Regions from separate parts of the Ovis aries genome. Here region 2 is linked to region 1. Evidence: chromatin contacts called from public Hi-C data. All regions are on one chromosome and are shown on one strand. Each heading gives the region's core, a stretch centred on a gene start, on an enhancer-like site or on the middle of the called end of the contact. The rest is flanking DNA. Distances are from core to core; before and after follow the strand shown. Region 1 overlaps BTD (biotinidase). Region 2 overlaps ANKRD28 (ankyrin repeat domain 28).

The links. Hi-C and Micro-C count contacts between places; a contact is called where the count stands out from the background.
Region 2: a contact with region 1 is called in a Hi-C map of hypothalamus, with 4 times the contacts expected there. The contact joins two enhancer-like sites. A contact is called at or near these places in 9 of 16 Hi-C or Micro-C datasets (blood, hypothalamus, liver and 4 more).

What each region holds. Positions count from the first base shown.
Region 1 is chr1:273,687,608-273,694,659 of ARS-UI_Ramb_v3.0, reverse strand. BTD (biotinidase) reads right to left here. Exons shown (of 4, transcript XM_042238630.2): 2 at 2,542-2,812. The coding sequence starts at 2,796. Among named protein-coding and RNA genes, the nearest start is that of HACL1, 37 kb to the right of the region's middle. Within about 2 kb of position 3,864, at least 23 of the 54 cell types and tissues checked have an H3K27ac peak or open chromatin away from gene starts, as enhancers often do. A contact at or near this core is called in hypothalamus, where this site is marked.
Region 2 is chr1:273,876,593-273,883,644 of ARS-UI_Ramb_v3.0, reverse strand. The region is part of intron 1 of ANKRD28 (ankyrin repeat domain 28); the gene reads left to right. Among named protein-coding and RNA genes, the nearest start is that of ANKRD28, 70 kb to the left of the region's middle. Within about 2 kb of position 3,409, at least 5 of the 54 cell types and tissues checked have an H3K27ac peak or open chromatin away from gene starts, as enhancers often do. A contact at or near this core is called in hypothalamus, where this site is marked.

The sequences.
Region 1 (7,052 bases), core at 2,615-5,114:
CTCCCAGCCTGATATCTTTAGCGTGACTCCTGTTCTTCACCGTAAATGCCTTTGTCAAGAGAGCACTCTTTCAGTTGGCCTGCCCTTGTAGCTTGTTTGAATACAAAACTTTGACACACACTTGGCATCAACCTGTCTTAGAGGTGAGTTTAACACATATAGCCATGTAGGGGAGCTAAGATGTCTGTAAATCCTAAAAGTGACCAGATCAACAGCTTTATCCTTGATCCTGGACCACAAGTAGAGATGGAATGATGTCTGCAGCCAGTGTACGTTTAATAAAAACATGTTACATGTTTCATTTGGGTGCAGGTGATGAAAAGGCAGGGATACTGCAGTCACGGTCTCTGGGTTTCAGTACGGCATCTGCCAAATGTCTCAGTGTGGTTTTGTGGGCAGGATGGCGGGAAAGGGGGTGACATTTCAGCACGGTGCAAGCCAACGCCCCCCGTGCAGAGAATGGATCTGTGTCAGGAGAAGGCCTGGGGGCATGGCCTGGGATGTTTTCACACCAACTTCAGGGAAGACTGAGACAAGGTGTGTCCAGGAGCCGTGAAGGACGCGAGTGACGGTGACTGACACGCAGGAGGCCCGTGCGCATCCCCAAGTAGCCCCAGGCTGGGGCGATGAAACTTAATGGCATAGATGGGAGGCTTTGCTATCAGGTTAAATCAGTTAACCTTACACGGATGGCACGGCCTTGGCAGCGTGTATGCCTGTGCGAAAAGGGCTCGGGGGCTACAACTGACAGCAAGTGCCTGGCGAGCCCACAGCGAGATGTAACTGTGAAAAGCTTTTCATCTGGGGACAACACTGTGAATGGAGTCAGGTCTGCTCCGTCCTGCCCTCAACAGAGCTGTGCGCAGTCCAGGGTATGGGGCAGCCCAGGAAGCCTGGGGGGAAGGGCTGGAACCGCCTCTCTCCAGGAGCTGTGGATGGGCCTGGGGACAGATCCCGACGGGCCTGGGGAGAGACTCCCAATGGGCCTGGGGAGAGACCCTCGATGGGCCTGGAGGAGATCCCGATGGGCCTGGGGGAAGATCCTGACAGGCCTGGGGAGAGACCCCCAGTGGGCCTGGGGGAGATCCTGATGGGCCTGGGGGAGATCCCAGCCGTGACAGCGAGGCTGCAATCTGGGGGAGGCAGCGTGGGTGGGTGGGTAGGGTTCAGTCTGTCCTGTTGGGTTCGGAGGACAGGGCGATGGGCGCCAGTGGCATGGAGGCTGACTGTCGCTCATGGAAAGAAAGCTCTTTCCCAGGAGTTTCCACCGTCTCAAGTGGACGGTGAGCTCTGGGCCCTGGAGGCGTACAGGGCTGGGCGTCGGGTTGGGAACAGAGGAGGAGGGTCACCCATCAGAAGCAGGACGCGGCCTTTAGGCGCCCTTCCAACATCAGTGTGCTGTGCTACAGGCTGCACGTCAGAACGTGGCCGGGCAGGGCTGGCCACCCTGTGCAGGGGCGGGCGGCTGCTTGGGCAGGTGGTCTGCCCCCGACCTCACAGGCACGGGGCTCTGCCCCCAGGGGGTCCCCGCCTGTCCCCAAGCGTGGGGCATCCTTCAGCAGCCCCGCTGGTCCTACCCTCTTGGCCCTCCCTCCAGTCAGTACCCCCCTCCTTCCCCGGGACAGAGGTGGCACCAGTCCGCTCTGTCCGCTGGGCTCAGTTCTGTCTGGACCAGGCCCTCGGGCTGCTTGGGGTCTGGCACGGGGAGCAGCAATAAGGTCCCCGCGTCATCAGGAGGCAGCAAACCCGCTCCGGGGCGGCTCCCTGCTTCAGTTAGACTCTGAAAGCCTCTGAGAGCAGGAGAGGCCAGCGGGCGGGCAGCTTTGTGGTGTTTCTGCACTGTCTTCCTACTGCGGGCACCTTTAGGAGAGCCAAGGCCCCCGCCTGCACCCCAGCCCACTCTGTGCGCGTGGGAGCTGCCAGACACCCAGTTGGTTTAGCAGCCCCCACGTGTGATAACCAGGGGCCTGGCCCGCAAGTCCCCCAGGCCGGAGGGATCACCTTGGGATCTTACAAAATTATAGATTCTGACTCTGCAGGTCTAGGATGGGCCCCAGGTTCTGCATTGCTCACGGGCTCTGGCGGGCAGGCTGATGCTGCTGGTCTGCAGACCGCCCTCTGAGTAGCGGGCCTCTAGCTCCCTGATACAGCTCAGTCCTGAGTATTCTTTGGAAGGACTGATGCTGAAGCCGAAACTCCAATGCTTTGGCCACCTGATGTGAAAAACTGACTCACTGAGAAAGACTGTGATGCTAGGAAAGATTGAAGGCAGGAGGAGAAGGGGATGGCAGCGGATGAGATGGTTGGATGGCATCACCGACTCAATGGACATGAGTTTGGGTGGACTCCAGGAGTTGGTGATGGACAGGGAGGCTTGGTGTGCTGCAGTCCATGGGGTCACAAAGAGTTGGACACGACTGAGCGACTGGACTGAACTGAGCCACCTAATTCCTTCAGCTCAGCGCTCTGGGTCTGATTTCCCAGAGGGGCTGCGGGGGACCACTGACCCGGGGCCAGCCCACCCTGTTGAGCACGCCTTGCCTTTCGGGCGGCGGTCGTCACTTGCTGCTCATAGATGTCGAGGTTCCGATGCATGAGCTCCAAGGCCTGTTTGCGGCTGGTGAGGGCCAGCGGGTCGGGACTCAGGAAGGATCGGTGCTCGTACACGGCGGCCACGTAGTGGGCAGCCTGGCGGGGCTCGGCCGGACAGCCCTCCTCGGCCGGGCCACCTGGGATGGCCACAGCCAGGCAGCAGCTACACAGGAGAAGGGCCAGCTGCCGGCCGGCTCTGGACATGGCGCCGCTGGTCAGTCTAGAAGGGGAAGGGATGAGGAGAGAACAGCTGAGGCCAGGATCCTGCCAGGACCGGGACTTCCACAGATTCATTATTCCTGGCAACTAGACGTACCCGCCAGGTTGCTGCAGCTCAAAGGGTTTGCTTCACGTTCCTAATAAAAGGGTGTGTGTTTCTCTCCAAACATGGAGCGAGGGCCCTTTAACAAAATGGCTCACTGTGTTAACCGTCTGGTTTAGAACATTTCCAAAACAGACCCGGTGTTCGCTGCGATTGTTTCCCCAGCAGGACTCTTCTAGCTTCAGGCTTCAGATTTAGGCAATAATAACTAGTCTAACGGTTTTACATCATGCTGTGATGCACCCCCACGCCCCACAGCCTGCCCTCCATGTGCACAGTCACGCTGCAGGTCAACTGTCCATACCGGCTGTGATGGTCGTGGTCCTCAAAGTACACCTCGGCTACCCAAGCCATAAAGCCTGACGCATCACAACTCTCCCTGCTTTTCTTGGGTTGGTAGTGAATATTTATACACTTCTATAAAGGCTTATATATAAGCCTCCCCTTAGCCAGCACAACAGTCTTTAACTTGGTGCAGAGAAACTGCCGACTTCTACTTAAATGTCAGTTTACAGATGGGCTAAAAGAAGTCTGCCATCACAGCACAATTTACCTCACCTCGCCTTGAACTTGAGAACTGCCATCATACACTGTGACTTTTTCTACTTCTGTCTCTGGGATTTCCAAAACTCTTGTTTTTGTTTTTGTTTTTTTTTTTTTAAGCGTACTCATTTGGAAATTAAAATCCTTCAGCAGTAATAAAATGAAACTTTTTGAAGATGAGAATTTTCTGGAAAGGAAACTCAGCTTTCTAGCTCTTACTGTACGAGATTAGAAGTAAATCATATCACTTACAATGACACGTCTGTGTTTTGTGCCTTTTTCCCCCAAGAACAGGAATTGTAATTTTTAATAGTTATGTGTCACTGGGCATTTTTGCACACAGTTCTGCCTTGAAAATTGACCTGGCCTGGCAGCCAAAGCCCCTCCTCTGGCCCACAGACTTGCTGGCTGGTGCCAAGGCCGGGCCCCGTGCTCGGCGGAGATGTGCCCAGGCTGACCAACCACCCAGGAATCCAGCTAGACATCAAGACAGCAAAAACGGATCAAGAAACCATGTTCTGCTCCTTAATGAGAAAATGACGTCCCGCCCAAGTCTGACTCAGAGCCCCGGTGCTTGCATTCCAAAACCAGACTCTCCAGGCGCCGCAAATTTCCTTTTCTTGCAAAAGTTCCAAAAACAAAAGCAACCGTAACTATTTTCAGCAGCGGCCCGGGCTCCGGGTGCTCCGTCAGAACCCCGGACTCAGAGACTGCTCTGGCCAGGCGGCACGCCTTTCCCCCCCTGCCCTGGCCCCTAGCAAACTGCTCCTCCTTCCTTGGGGAATAAAGGGTCCACCCAAATGCCAGGCCCCGGCGCGCTGCCGTGTAGGGAGGTCAGAACAAGGGGCCTTTGAGCCCGAGTTCAGGAGCTTTTGAGCAGAAACAGAAGTGCAATTGATAAGCTTTCTTACTTGAGTTTTGTTTCTGAAGATCGGCAAGGAATAATTTTTAAAGTCTCAAAATCTGTTTAACATTCCAGCTCTGGTTTCAGAATGATGATAATGGAGAGTGGTTTGTGGGGGGATACGTTCGATTCAAAGTCACATTCACAATGTAAGGCCATGGCCTCCCTGAGTGAGTGAGTGAGTGAGTGAAAGTCGCTCAGTTGTGTCTGACTCTTTGCGACCCCATGGACTGTAGGGTCCATGGAATTCTCTAGGCCAGAATACTGGAGTGGGTAGCCGTTCCCTTCTCCAGGGGATCTTCCCAACCCAGGGATCGAACCCAGGTCTCTCCCTAAGAGGGAGGAAAATGAGGCCTGTGATGGGGGTGCGTGGGGGGCAGATGACCCGGGGCCGGGTGGGGGCAGGTCAGGAGGCCCTGGAGCGAGGGTGCTGTTGCAGGGCCCTCCCTTCTCAGCTAAGGGCTGCCCACCACTGATGGGGGACGCAGAACCTTTGTTTACGTCTCAGGGACTGCAATCCGGCAAAGCAAGGACCTCGCAGAATTGGCACGGTATCACCTTCCTTTCTATTTTGAGAAAATAAATTTAGATTCTTTACAAAAGGAGCCATCATTTCTACGTGAACAGAGGTCAGTCAGGAATGCACGGTTAGGCAGATTCAGCCAGGTAGTCACGCTCCAAAGGAAGTAAGCCTACTGAGGCGGCAGAGAATGAGTGATTCGAGTAAAAGTAGGCACCACAGTGTCCCTGCTGCAGAGGGTGCCACCGCAGACATTTTAACCGAATCCTTCATGTGGCAGGAGCTCTGAAAGGCAGGGCTGGGGGGTGGCCAGGATGCGAGGGCCCCAGAGTTGGCTCGGGAGCCATACCCGTGGCTGAGGGGCGGGGGGCTCCCCGGGAATACCAGGCCCTAGAGTCAGGAGGTTTCTGGCGGCCCAGCAACTGACCCCCGTGCAGAGCTGGGCAGGGCCTGGACCGTGAACACAGAGGTGGCTGGAGGCCTGTGTTCAGTCTGAAGAGCGAGCTACGAGCCTCCTTCCATTTGATGTGAGGCAAGACTCCAGGAAGGGCCCGGCGTGCAGGCATCACTGAAGCAACACCTGACTCCAACCCCCTGCTTCCCGTGCCCCCTGAGCCGGCGGGGAGATGGCAGGGCCGGCAGACACTCACTTCAATGTCCGCGTGACGCCTGCCCATGCCAGATGCAGGCACTGGCCTCAAGGACCCAGTGGTGAAGGTGCCCAGCCCTTCCGAGTGGACCACCCCCTACCACGTGTCTGCCACAATCCACACAGAGGGTCCCTCACTCGCGACTTTATGATGCTGCGAAAGCCGTATGCTTTCAGCAGAGACCGTGCTTGGGGTTCAGAATGGGGGCCTGCCTAGTGACCCTCTCTCTCAGCCTGCGCGGGGCAGACTGGACCCTAAGATCACGAGGCTGAACGACCCCCACACCTCGTGCTGTTTCTCCCTTCCAGTAGGTGTTCCAGAAATCCCGTGGGACGTTCCACCCTTTATGACAAACCAGGCCTGGGGTTAGAGGGCTCTGCCCACCTGCAGACTACTGTGAGCGCTCCGGGCACAGCAGGTGGGCTGGGCGTGCGGCGTGCACTCTCTACCTTCAGATCTTTCCACGGATGGCGAGTTTACTGGGACATTAATCCCACTGCTCTTGCCCTGCTGGCTGCACTTCATGCAACAGCTGGCAATAAGTAGCAAGGAAAGATAGAGACGGGGAGAGGGCAGGGAGGGCCGGGGGTGGGCTGGGGAAGGTTGTAGACCAGGAACAGCTCAAAGAGACCCTGGTATCTGAAGAAGGTGCGAGAGGAGGGCTGTGGACTCCTGGCGGGGAGAGGGCTCCAGGCAGAGGCTGCTTGGGTAAAAGGGCCAAGTCGGGGCTTCGGGGGTGGCTCGGGAAACAGCCAGAAGCGCAGAGGGCTGGGAGGCGGCGGAAAATGAAGTCAGAGGGCACCAACGGGCAGCTTCCCCTCCTCTGGCCCCTTCTCCATGGAGATCCAGGTAGAGCCTGAGCGCTCAGAGCCGCTGCTCTGCTCAGAATCTCCCGGTGACTCCCTGGCGCCCCCACAGGGAGAGCTAGAGTGCTCGCAGACCCAACAGGAAACGGCGGGGGTGGCAGCACTCCTTCACGCCAGCGTCCTCACCTGCCCACTGCCTACAGAAGCCTCTGCTTCTCATTTCATAAGGAAGCATGCTCCCCGGATGCTCATTCTGCTCGGGGAAAGTTCCTGCGATCCATGAGGGAAAGCAATCAAAGCCTTAAATCATGACGTGGAAATCGATTTTGTGGAAATTTGGTAACACGTCAATCACGAGATATTTTTACACACAAGGAACTTGGATTTTCCATCTTGCTACATGAGTCACTTTGATAATTAGCTGTGTTTCCTTCCTAGCCTTGCTATTACAGTAGTGTCTTTTGCAAAAAAATGAAAGGATTATTATGAAGGTATTCTTAATAAGATAATTTCAGAGGCGGGTATATCCCTTTAACATTTTATATATAGATGTCCTGATTGTTTTAATAAAAGAGCTTGTCACTTTTCACTTGCCGGGGAGAATAACAGGCCCGTTATTGGGAAAGAGGCGGGAAGAGTTGGCAGAGGAAATGGTACATCCCGTGGAACAAAGCAGGACCAGCTAAGTCATTAGGAACGAGCAGAATGCACCTCT
Region 2 (7,052 bases), core at 2,160-4,659, 190 kb before region 1:
ACCATCATATGACCCAGCAACTCCACTACTAGGCATACCCTGAAGAAACCAAAACTGAAAAGCCACATGTGCCCCAGTGTCATTGCAGCGCTGTTTACAGTAGCTGAGACCCAGGCAACCAAGAGGCCCATCAACAGATGCATGGATAAAGAAGCTGTGGTACATATGTACAGTGGAATACTACTCAGCCACGAAAAAGAACACATTTGAGTCTGTTCTGATTAGGTGGATGAGCCGATAGCCTATACAGAGTGAAGGAAGGGGAGGCTGGGTTGTATGGAGAGAGGAACATCGAAACAAACATTACCATATGTAAAATAGATAGACAGTGGAATTTGCTCTGTGACTCAGGGAACTCAAACAGGGCTGTGTAACAACCTAGAGTGGTAGGATAGGGCAGGAGGTGGGAGGGAGGTTCAAGAGGCGGGGGCACGGTACACCTATGGCTGATTCATGTTGATGTTGGCGGAAACCAACACAATACTGTAAAGCCATTATTCTTCAATTAAAAATAAATTTAATTATAGAAGAGAAATTCAGTTTGTAAATATCATTCAGGTTCACTGTATGATATAGTCTAAATTTTAAATTGCTTTTATTTAACACTTAGGTTGTTGTTAATAGTTTGTTATCAATGATCCTTCAGTAAATTCCTGATATGTACATTTTTATAGGCTTCACATTACTTCCTTATGTCTGTGCTGTGTCCCATGCTAAGTCGCTTCAGCTGTGTTCAACTCTGCGCTGCCCCTTGGACTGTACCCACCCCAGGCTCCTCTGTCTATGGGATTCTCCAGACAAGAATACTGGAGTGGGTTGCATGCCCTCCTCCAGGAGCTCTTCCCAATGTCTACATTCTTGCAAATAGAAATGCTAGTTTAAAGACTTTGAAAGATTTAGTAATGCTATTTGACAGCAGTTGGCAAAATTTATTTCCCCAGAGATGTCTTAATTTACTCCTCTTTCCATTCCTGTGGCTCCCGGCTTAGACTGTTGCAGTGGCCTGCTGTTGTTTTCTTGTCTTTAGTATCACTTCATTTTAAAATCCTCCTTCATGCTACATCCACAGTGAGGGTTCTAACATGCAAATCTGATTATGTCATTTTTTGGACTTAAAATTTTTTAGTAGTCTCCCCCACCTGTCTGCAGTTAAAATGTATATATGTCAGTGTGGCATATAAGGCCCCTTTCTGGTTTGGCTCCTGCCTAATTTTCCAGCTTTATTTTATGCAACCTTATTGTATATTTTGTGGCTAGTTAGGTAGAAAGGGCACATTCTAGGCAGAGGGAACATGGTATATGGTGGCCCAGCCACATGAAATGATGTGATATATTGAAATTGTAACAAGTTACAGTAGTGGTGGGTATCTTCAGTGTTGTGTTTTGTAAAATTTATTTCACTAAAAAAAAGCAGGCAAATAACATTGTAATTTAGAGAAATGACTAGTGGTATAGAAAATTGTTAATCAGGACTGTTGGTTACAAATGGCAGAAATCCTAACTGAAAGTGGCTTAAATGCAAAAGAAAACTGATTAGCCAGACAGTAGGCATGGTCAGACAGAGCTGGTTCCAGGACTTGGCAACAGTGTGGAGTTCCCTCATCCCTTACCCTTTCAAAGCTCTGTCCTCTTCTCTCCTGTAAGGCAGTTTAGCTTACATTTCATTACAATCCCGAAAGAAAAAGGGTGTTTTCCCTCATACCTTTGGCAGGAAACTAAAATCTTGAGGAAATTCCTGTCTGGCTTTGATTTTATGTTTATCCTTGAATTAAACTAAGGAATAGGTGGTACTCTCACCAGCCCTGGGTCTTTTGTTTATCTTTGGACCAGATGCACTCCCTAAAGCAAGAGATTCTCGTGAAAGAACCTGTCTGCTGTGAGGATGGATAGAACTGGAGAATGGAGAGCCAAGCGCTGAGAGACCAGTTCGGAGGTGGGTTTTGAGAGGACTGAAGTGGGTCTGAGCTAGGTCCCTGTGGGGGAAGAGTTCAGGAAGATTTTGTGTAGAATGCTTGGAACTTGGCAACTGAGAGTGAGAGGTCAAGCAGGGGAAGTCTTCTAGGCCATCCTTTCTGTGCTCTGGCCCACTGTGTGTATGGCCGTGTCAGTGCTGCCAGCCCACCTGGGGAGTTCAGAACAGAGCCCTTTGAGGGAGTGGGCCAGAGGTGGTAAGTTGAATTTTGCCGTGCTGAGTATGAAATATACAGAATATGCAGGTAAAAAGGCCCATCAAGCATTTGGAAGTTGTACTTGGAGATTAGGACTAGAAATAAAGTCTTGGAAGTATCACATAACTGATGACTCATAGAAATAGATGAGATTGTCCAAGAAGAGATTGAAGACCAAGAGGAAGCAAAGTGGGCTGAAAGGAAAGCCAGTATTTAAGTTTAGAGGGTGGAAGGAAAGCCAAATAAAAGGCACTTAAAAGGCTTAAAAAATAGGTGAAAACCTCACGAAAGTAGCCAGCAGAGAATCCGATAAGCACTACTGATGCCCAGTGCCGCATAGTGAGTGGAGAAAAACGAAGATTCAATAGGCGATCGTCATTGGTGACCTTGGAGCAGTATCGCTTGACCAGCGATTGAGAATGGAGTCTGCCGCAGCAGGGACAAACGAGAGAGATGTGGTAGCTGGTTAGGGAGCCAGAGTTTTCTGGAGGCTAAGAGAAAGGAGCAGAGACTGCAGGGAGGAGTAAAGCAAAGTGATATAAGAAAGGATTGGAATTGGTAAAGGAAAATCTGTTAAGGAGATGGAAATATTTTTTTTAAAAAAAGGACTCTTTCACCTTTTGTGCCTACAGGTTCTTCCTGTCAGATTGCAAAGCCATTGAGATTCGGTATCTGGCGTGTAAGAGGTGTTTAGTGAATGACTACTAAGTAAATGAAACATAAGAGGGGAAAAAATGGAAAATAGGTATTTTAGGGGTAAACCAGAAGGACGTTGAACGAATCTAACTTTGTTGTCTTCTTCTCTGAGTAGAATGCCAAGAGAGAAAGCTTCCCCAGCTTCCTTACCCTGTAGAGCAGATGTGAAGAGCTGGTGTGAGTGGAAGGGAGGAATTCTTGTCATTTCTGGCATCTCAGTTCTAAAAGGGACTTTAGTCAGATGACACTCAGTTCTCACCAACAGAGAAATCCCATTTGCTTCCTTAGCTGCTGATTTAACTTTTCTTAGGTGTGTGGTGTGTGGGAAGAGCCAGGCCTTGGAGACAGATGGGCCTGGATAAGAATCCAGTGTTCTCCACTTCCTAGCTGTATGATTTCCAGTTTTAACTTGTCTAGCTCAGAATTCATCTGTGAAATAGAGTGTATTTTGCAGGCATGTTGTTAAAAATTAAGTACAGATTCAGTGCCTAGAACCATCATAAGGAGGCATTCGGGTGACCTGGGATACTAATCCCTGCCCCATGCGAGCAGCCAGCCTCTTCCATTTTCAAATAAAATGCTAGATTAAAAGCAAAAAGTACAGTCTTCTATTTCCTGCTTGTGATTATTCATCGATGCTGGTTCTCCTTTCAAGGCCTGTGCAGGCCGGCGTCTCTTGGCAGTGGCAGCACTTCACGCAGTTTAGAGCTGCCCCACTGTCTGTGCCTCCTTTTCAGATGGAGCCCTCAGCTTCACTGACCCTGAGGACATGGGTCCACCATCTTCCTGGCTGCCCTTTTTGGATGTTTCTGGTCTTATTACTTTCGGTGCAGTTTGACCTGTGTCTAGTAGTTAGACTTACTTTTCCTAGAGGCGAAAAGTAAGGTTAACGGGAAACATTTTTGATATAAAACTTTCATTTTAATTGGTCAGAAGTAAAGTATAATTTTACAGCTCTGTATTCTAAAGTATACTATTCTTTTTTCTCAATAGCATTCATAAAATGATCACCTTTAATCTTTCTCAAGATAAATTATTTATAACTAATATTTTCCCCCTTTAAAAATCTACAGAACTCTCAAAGTATCTCATAAAGGGAAGAAAACTAAACTACTGAAATAAAACGCCCAAATTTAATTTTCTATATTGTAAATAGCATGCTATTAGTTGCCTACTCACTGACTGTTGCCCACTTCCTTCCCTACAGGCCCCCAGTGTTGTGTGTTTGCCCACCTGTACCCTACACGACTTGGAGAATCCCCTAATTGTGCGAGCTAATCATGGCAGTTCTGTTCTGCCTGCTAGTGAGCCAGGTCTAGTCCCATATCAGGGAATATCTTTGTACCTAAAAAAGGAGACAGAGAAGAAAACTCCCCCTCCTGCTGGGCAACAGTGTATTATTATTTTGTGGCTGTGAAGGGAGTTATTCCAAGGTCCATGCTGAGTCTGGCAGAAAAGCTGGGAGGAGCCGAGGTGTCCTATGTGATAACACTGAGGAACCAAGTGACTCATCCTGGAGCCCCCTTCTTTCACTTCGCTTTGTTTGTGGTGATAAGACTCTATAGTTTATTTTGGTGTAAGACGCTGTTTTAGTTTAGAATAGCCCTAATATTAAACAACAAGCATATTTAATAGTCTCTTGTGCAGAAAACTAGATACTTTGTGGAATGCCCATTAAGATGTAATGGGCTGCGTAATTTTAAGATAACATTACAACTGTATGGGGGTCACAATTTCATAAATATTCTTGCATTAATGAGTGTTCTAATTGTGAACAAGATAGACAAAAAGCTTCTATAAATATAATAACTGACAGTACATTTCACTACTAGTTATTCAAGAATGAGCTAGCTAGTCATTAATTCTGACAGGAACCCCTTCTTCTCACTTAAGTTAAAAATTGACTACATCTAAAGGAATTGACACTTACTCTAAATTAATACTAAGTTATAGGCATGACTTTTTACAGGTTTATCAAGAGCACGAACATCTATTTATGAAGAAAAAAAAAAAAAACCTCCACTGAAACACATTAGAAACGCCCTTTCCTTCTTTCAACAATTGAAGCTGCTTTGTACAATTTTAGATAGCACTCTTTACTAAAGGAAACGAAGGAATATGAAAAATGTCGAAAACTATCTGAGTCATCACTTGGATTTTCAAATAGTTACTCTTAGTGTTTTTGTCTCCACCCTTCTATGGTTTAGAAAGATGTGAATCATCTTTAGCATTTCCCAATGATAGCTACTTTGAAATGGAAGTGGCGTATGCAGCCCCAATTTGTGTGTGAAATGACTAGTGTATACTTCAGCTACTGATTCTCCTGCACTAGTGGGAAATCCCTGAATGGCTCACGTAATTATTGCTTATAAAGGCAAACATTGAGTAACCATAGCAACTTCGTTTTAAACTGGAATTTTTCTTCCTTCAGACTGTAAAGTACAGTAACTTAACGCTGCATTTACCCCAGTGTCACCACATCATAGAAACCAAAATGAATTGCAGATAACTTTTCTTCAGTCTTTTCTTGAGAAAGGCAGAAATTCAGACTATTTAATGTAAAAATTTTATACCCTACTTCTTTGAAATATTGGGCCTCAGTTGTCTTTAGGCCCAGTATTTCTGCTCCATCTTCTTGACAGAGGATGAGATGATATCACTGACTCAATGGACATGAGTTTGAGCAAACTCTGGGAGATGGTGAAAGACAGTGAAACCAGGCTTGCTATAGTCCGTGGGGTCACAAAGAATCGGACATGACTGAGCAACTGAAAACAACAAAGTTGTCTTTGAAACAGTTGCTGAAAGATTATTAATTATGCAAATAATGTTAATTATATTTTAGAGGATGTGTTTATCATGAATCTGGTAAACATAAGCGGTATGCCAGACATGCTGCTAGTTAACATAAATTCCAGCCAAATCTTGTACAAATAAGAGATCAAATAGGATATTTTTCCAAATAATACAATGTAAAAAACTTTAATTCAGTCTGGCCTTCAATCCAGTCTGAATGATAAGACTTTTGCTTAATTTTAAACTACTGGTTGAGGTAATCAAAATTATGAAAGAAATAATCCAACATTATTATTTTTTAAAACTGCTACTTAAATACAGTAATATTTCTACTATCTCCCTTCAGTTCAGTTCAGTTGCTCAGTTATGTCCGACTCTTTGTAACCCCATGGACACCAGGCCTCCCTGTCCATCACCAACTCCCGGAGCTTACTCAAACTCATGTCCATTGAGTCGGGGATGCCATCCAACCATCTCATCCTCTGTCGTCCCCTTCTCCTGCCTTCAGTCTTTCCCAGCATCAGGGTCTTTTCCACTAAGTCAGTTCTTCCCATCAGGTGGGCAAAGTATTGGAGTTTCAAGCTTCAGCATCAGTCCTTCTAATGAATATTCAGGACTCATAACCTTTAGGATTGACTGGTTTGATCTCCTTGCAGTCCATGGGGCTCTCAAGAGTCTTCTCCAACACCACAGCTCAAAAGCATCAATTCTTCGGTACTCAGCGTTCTTATGGCCCAACTCTCACATGCATACGTGACCGCAGGAAAAACCATAGCTTTGACTAGATGGACCTTTGTTGGCAAAGTAATGTCTCTGCTTTTGAATATGCTGTCTAGGTTGGTCATAACTTTCCTTCCAGCGAGCAAGCGTCTTCTAATTTCATGGCTACAGTCACTATCTGCAGTGATTTTAGAGCCCCCAAAATTAAAATCTGACAGTTTCCCCATCTATTTGCCATGAAGTGATGGGACCAGATGCCATGATCTTCGTTTTCTGAATGTTGAGCTTTAAGCCAACTTTTTCGCTCTCCTCTTTCACTTTCATCAAGAGGCTTTTAGTTCCTCTTCACTTTCTGCCATAAGGGTGGTGTCATCTGCATATTTGAGGTTATTGATATTTCTCCCAGCAATCTTGATTCCAGCTTGTGCTTCTTCCAGCCCAGCGTTTCTCATGATGTACTCCGCACATAAGTTAAATAAGCAGGGTGACAATATACAGCCTTGACGTACTCCTTTTCCTATTTGGAACCAGTCTGTTGTTCCATGTCCAGTTCTAACTGTTGCTTCCTGACCTGCATACAGATTTCTCAAGAGGCAGATCAGGTGGTCTGGTATTCCCATCTCTTTCAGAATTTTCCACAGTTTCTTGTGATCCACACAGTCAAAGGCTTTG